Linked DNA regions of Mus musculus: region 2 is linked to region 1. A link is a contact called in public HiChIP or PLAC-seq data. All regions are on one chromosome and are shown on one strand. The core of a region is the stretch at or near the end of the contact, and the rest is flanking DNA. Distances in the headings are between cores, read along the strand shown.

Region 1 (2,771 bases), core at 184-2,683:
TGTGGAGCTTAACTTCAGCTAGTGACAGCTGTTCTTGAAGGTGAAGAGGACTCAGAACAAAAGGAATAAGTAAACTGGAAATGGAAACAGCAAGTTTTGTTCTTACTTTACTGTATGTGTCCTGCATATTTATCTGTGTACCACCTGCATGAGTTACAGGCAGTTTCAAGATGCAATCTGTTTGCCGAAATCAAACCTGGGTCCTCTGAAGGAGCAGTTGGTGCTCTTATCTGTTTTGGGTGCTGACCAGAGCCTAAGAATGGTTCCTCTAGCGTTTTGGGCTCCTCACTCTTCCTCTGAAGTCCCCTTCCTTGTCTGCCATGATGTAGTTGACATTCACGATGGCTTAACTCAAATGGCTCAGCTTTTTTCTTCTCTGTCTTCCTCCTCCTAGCAGTTGTCATGCTGTACAGGTTTTTCTTTCGAATAAAATTGTCCCTGGGCTTCCATTTGAGTCTGCTTTTAAATTCTCTTACTAATGAGACTAAAAAGCCCAAGAGGGGACTCTGATTTCCTGAGCATTAGTGACTCTGATGGGATTTCCCCAAATTTTCCAGTAACAGAGATATAACATTCAAGACAGGAAGATCTTTTTAATACCACTCTAGAAACGAAAGTCAACCTCAGACTCTGATGAGCTGTCTGCCAAAGGCATATGCAAACAGAGACACCCAGCTACCCGGAAGCAGCATTTGACCAGGTAAAGGTTGGGCTCTTCCTTGGTCACTGGGTCAATTTAGGGAACTAGAGAGCAGGCTCAGATCCTCCCAAATGACCAAGCCCATTTGCTAGAAATCAGACTGCTGGGAAGAAGGAAATGAAGGGGTGAAGAATAGGTTTTGGAAAGTGAGGTTGGGGCAGGACTCAAGATAACACTAAGATGGATTACTGGGGAGTAAGGAGTGTATTAGAAGAGTTAGTAGTGCCATGAATAAATGGATGGGGGAGTGGTGAGTGGAGGGCCGGAGAAATGGCTCAGCGATTAAGAGCACTGGCTTCCTCTTCCAGAGGACTCAGGTTCTGTTCCCAGCACATAGTGGCTCACAGCTGTCTGCAGCTCCAGTTCCAGGGGATCCAAAGCCCTTCTCTGACCTTCATGGGTACCAGGCACACATATGGTACACAGACAGACAGACACAAAAGACAGAGGGCAAGACAAGACACCTATACACATAAAAATAAATAAATGAAAGTAGTTTTTAAAAGACCAGGCATAATGGCACAGACCTGTAATCCCAGCATTCAGGAGGCAGAGGTAAGTAGATCTCTGTGTGTTTGAGGCCAGCATGTCTACATGGTAAGTTCCAGTCTAGTCACAGCTATGTAAAGAAACCTTGTCTCAAAAAAAAGTACAGGACTTACAACAGAGGAAGAAGACACACACAGAGACAGGAAATGCCCTCAGCTTTTACTCTAAAGCAGGTGGTAACTGCACCTTGTCTGCTGTGGCGGGGGCTGGGGCCTGACCTCACAGTCTTTCATGATTGACTAGTTTTAAAAGAATCCGGGGGGGGGGGGGGGGACATGAAGGAAACCAAGCGTTGAGAATGCAGAACTTGAGTTCTGAGAATGCAGCAGGAACTCTGTGTAATGTAAGTTTTATAAGGTGGGGGAGATAAAAAGATTTGAGGTTTACAGTGTTTGACAGAAAGGGCTAATATTTAATGTTTCTTACAATGCAAACTCACTTCCCAGGTGAGAATTCTGGTACCAGGATCCTCTCACAGACAGGGACAGTCGGTAGAGTGCCTTGTAGACATCTCTGAAAGGGGTCGAGGAAGCTGCTGCACCTTGTGGTCTAATATATAGACTACAGACTGTTGGGTCAGAAGGAAATTCCAGTTCCCCAAACTCCAAACCATAGTCCAAATATCCAGAAATGAGCCCAACCTGGGCCGTAGGAGGATTTCTAGTGGTCAGATAAAAGCCACTGCAGCTCAGCAACTTGAGAAGCTGGTTCCTATCTACCTCTGGTAGAAGGGATGTGTGTGTGGCTAACTATCAGCATAGCAAAGCTCATGCTGGCCTCCAGGCTCCCCCATATCACAAGCACCTGCTATATATTTCAGAGTCCATGCCAGTATCCCAGCCCTTCTTACTGCCTCCCCGAATCTAAACTCCCCCTGCCCCCCCCCCCCAGCTACTCATTCTCTTTATAGTCTTGCTATTCTCGCTATGTGTTCTCTATGCTCTGTGCCTGCTTCTCTTGTTATGGTTTTTCTATTCTCTAACTCTCCCCCCACACACATACACACACTACTCTCTCACAGGTAGCCCTGGCCGAGTCCAGTCTACCAGCCATGTTCAGTCTATTTATTTTCTCTCTGCTCAGGAGTCTTCCAGATGCCTCTGGCTGTTCTTGCTCTCATGGGTACAATAAAAACCTTCCCCCACACGGCACCATGACTTGGTCATGTCATCAGTTTACATACAGACTAGATTGCAATACCACATTCTTACAAGTAGATACAGGATAAGAGTCTTGCTTGGTCCTTGGGAAAAATAACAGATTTAATGAGGAAACACAAATTTCTGGTGAAAAATAAGTATGTTAAATTTGAACAGAAATCCCCCATGCCCCACTGACATTCTATTCCGCTTCTGTCCACATCCCCTCTCAGAACCTGGAGGCTAAGACAGGTTGTCCCTGTCTTTCAAGCTGCGTGGAAGTTTCTGAAGGGAAGGTACAGTGGTTGTGGTGACGGTCCAAGATGGGGGTCACAGAGGACCTGAGTTTTGTATCTCTTAGGAAACCACTAGAAAGTCAGGAC
Region 2 (2,824 bases), core at 2-2,501, 120 kb before region 1:
CTGGAAGAGCAGTTGGTGCTCTTAACTGCTGAGACATCTCTTCAGCTCTTGAGTCCACATTGTACAACTGTCACCACCATCCACCTCCAGGGTCCTTCTTGCCAAACTCAAACTCAGTACCCACTTACGATAACTAGTTTTGGTACAAGCTAGAGACATCTGAGAGGAAACATCAACTGAGTATATGCCCCCATCAGATCAGGCTGCAAACAAGCCTGTAGGACATTTTCTTAGTGATTGACATTGGAGGGCCCAGCCACCCTGGGCTGGTGGTCCTGTGTTCGATAACAAAACAGACTGAGCAAGCCATGGAAATCAAACCAGTAAGCAGCACTCATCCATGGCCTCTGCATCAGCTCCTGCCTCCAAGTTCCTGCCCTATTTGAGTTTCTGCCTTCACTTCCTTCAGTGACAATAGAACTATAAGTAAGGTTAACTCTTTCTTCTCCAAGCTGCTTTTGGTCATCACAGCAATTATCACCCTAACACTCCACTAAACAATGACTCCTTATTCCCTGTAATGGTTAATACTGATTGTCAACTCGTCAGAATCTAAATTCAGCTAGGAGACAAACATCTTGGCATGCCTGAGATGGTTTTTAGACTGAGCATACTGAGGTTGGGAGACTTGCCTTAAATGTCGATGGCACCATTTCATGGGCTCGGGAAAGGAGAAAAAAAACCTGAGCAACAGCCTTCATCGTTCTCTTTGCTTCCTGGCTGTGGATGCAATGGAACAACCTGACTCAAGCTCCTGCCACCACGCTTGTCCTGCCGTGACGGACTGTACCCTCACACTGTGAGCCAAGAGGCCAAGTGTGGTAGTGTACATCTTAAATCCCAACACTCAAAAGGCAGAGGCAGGAAGAGCTCTATGAGTTCAAGCCAGCTGGGTCTACATAGTGAGTTCCAGAGCTGTATAGTGAGACTGTCGACAGACAGGCAGACAGACTGATTGGAGTCATGAGTCAAAATAAATCCTTCCTCCTTGTTTTTCTCAGGTATTTTTTCAAGCAATGAGAAAAGTAACTGACGCCCTCCACCTCTCCGTCCTCCCTGGCAATCACCATTCTATCTACTTCCTGTCTTTATAATTTTGATTGCTGTTAAGTACCTCATAGAGATGAAGTGTTAAATTAAATATGAAAGCTGCTACAAATATGTATCTCCAAGTATTTCTTCAATACCTGCCTTTGAGTCCATACCAAGAAGTGCAAGTGTTGAGTCATATAGTGGTTCTATTTTTAAATTCTTTTCAATTTCATTTTACATGTATGGGTACATATCTACGTGTAGCTGCATTATCTGTGTGTGCCATGTGGGTGTCTAGTGCCCACAGAAGCAATAATAGGGAACTGGATCTCCTGTAACTGAAGTTACAGATGCTTGTGGGCTGACAGGTAGGTACTTAGAATCAGACCTAGGTCCCCTGGAAAAACAGCCAGTGCTCTTAACCATTGAGCTATTTCTCTAACCCTGTAATCTTTTTAATTTTTCAGGATAGTACCAGATTGTCTCCTATATTCTCTGTATCTCTTTACATTATTACCAATAATATGCAAGGTTGTAGTTTGTCCACATCCTCAACAACACTTGGTTTGGTTTGGTTTGGTTTGGTTTGGTTTGGTTTGGTTTGGTTTGGTTTGGTTTGGTTTTGGTTAATATTAACCTTTGTAAATACTATGGAATGCATGTTTCTGCCTCAGCTCTAAACAAAACTCCAACAAGCATAGGAGATAATGGGGCTAAAAGGACTTTTAATTCCATATTTAGTCTTTGACCACAGTTTCTCACAGAAATATTCTCAGGCCTTTATAATTTCGAGGGAAAGGGCTGGCTGGGATCCTTTATAGGAGTGGGTCAGGGTCTAGGGAATAAGGAAGTTGATGAGGCTATAGGAGGATATGTGCAGGTTTGTGGTCTCTTCTTCCTGGAATTGTTGGATCAGCTTAGACAGACTATCTTGAGAAATGACTGTCTCAGTAAACATTCCTCTCTGTGGCTGACTGATAACTGTTGGGTAAGGCCAGCCGAAACTTCCTAAGAATTCTGTATTTACAACTGAGGGACTCTGATATGATTGATAGCTTGTATAATCCCAATGATAGGACAATGGAGACAGAAATATCCCTGTGGTTGACTGGCCAGCCACCTTAGCTTAATTGGTGAGCTCCAGTTCTCTAGAGAGACCTTGTCTCAAAAAATATAATAATAATAATAATAATAATAAAGATGATGGCAGGTGGCTCCTAAGCAATGACATCTGAGGTTAACCTCTGTTCTTCACAAACATGGATACCTGCACACATACAAATGCATACATATATGCACTTATACACATATACTACAAGAAGTATAGATACTGAAAAGATTCTGGAATGCTATCATCTGGAGGTACCACAATATGGTGGACAAAGAAAGGTCATGCTATGGGAGACCTGTGTGACCTTTCACGTGTCTTCCCTGTGTGGTACTCAATTTTCTTTCTTCATTTTCAGCTGGGTTGGACTGGGTTTTTTATTGAGACAAGGATTCTCTGTGTAGCCCTGGCTGTCCTGGGATTTGCTCTATAAACCAGAAAGATCTGCTTGTATTGAAGGCAAAGTCAAGAGCCTGAATGAAGAAGTATCTGATGCCATTGGCCAAGTTACCACACCAGAAGGACAGGACTCCCTTGTTGGCCAAGTCCAGGAAGAGCTGGCTGTTTCACTGCTGTCCAGGGTGTGGGACCATCTTCAGGTAGGAGTGTGAAATAACTTATCATCCCTGTTCCTTGGGGATACAAACCCTGCAGTCTATAATGCCTTTGTATAGTTTATCTGCC

The links. HiChIP or PLAC-seq counts read pairs in DNA pulled down with a chosen protein or histone mark.
Region 2: a BATF HiChIP or PLAC-seq map of CD8 T cells shows a contact between it and region 1, with 5 read pairs. The contact joins two enhancer-like sites. A contact is called at or near these places in 1 of 15 datasets of contacts at CTCF or cohesin (CD8 T cells), 3 of 484 Hi-C or Micro-C datasets (the N1E-115 cell line, embryonic fibroblasts and liver) and 1 of 115 datasets of contacts at active chromatin or transcription factors (CD8 T cells).

The regions. Positions count from the first base shown.
Region 1 is chr4:122,932,653-122,935,423 of GRCm38.p6, forward strand. No RefSeq gene overlaps it. Among named protein-coding and RNA genes, the nearest start is that of Mfsd2a, 27 kb to the right of the region's middle. Within about 2 kb of position 1,434, at least 84 of the 459 cell types and tissues checked have an H3K27ac peak or open chromatin away from gene starts, as enhancers often do. A contact at or near this core is called in CD8 T cells, where this site is marked.
Region 2 is chr4:122,810,055-122,812,878 of GRCm38.p6, forward strand. No RefSeq gene overlaps it. Among named protein-coding and RNA genes, the nearest start is that of Ppt1, 25 kb to the right of the region's middle. Within about 2 kb of position 1,252, at least 9 of the 459 cell types and tissues checked have an H3K27ac peak or open chromatin away from gene starts, as enhancers often do. A contact at or near this core is called in CD8 T cells, where this site is marked.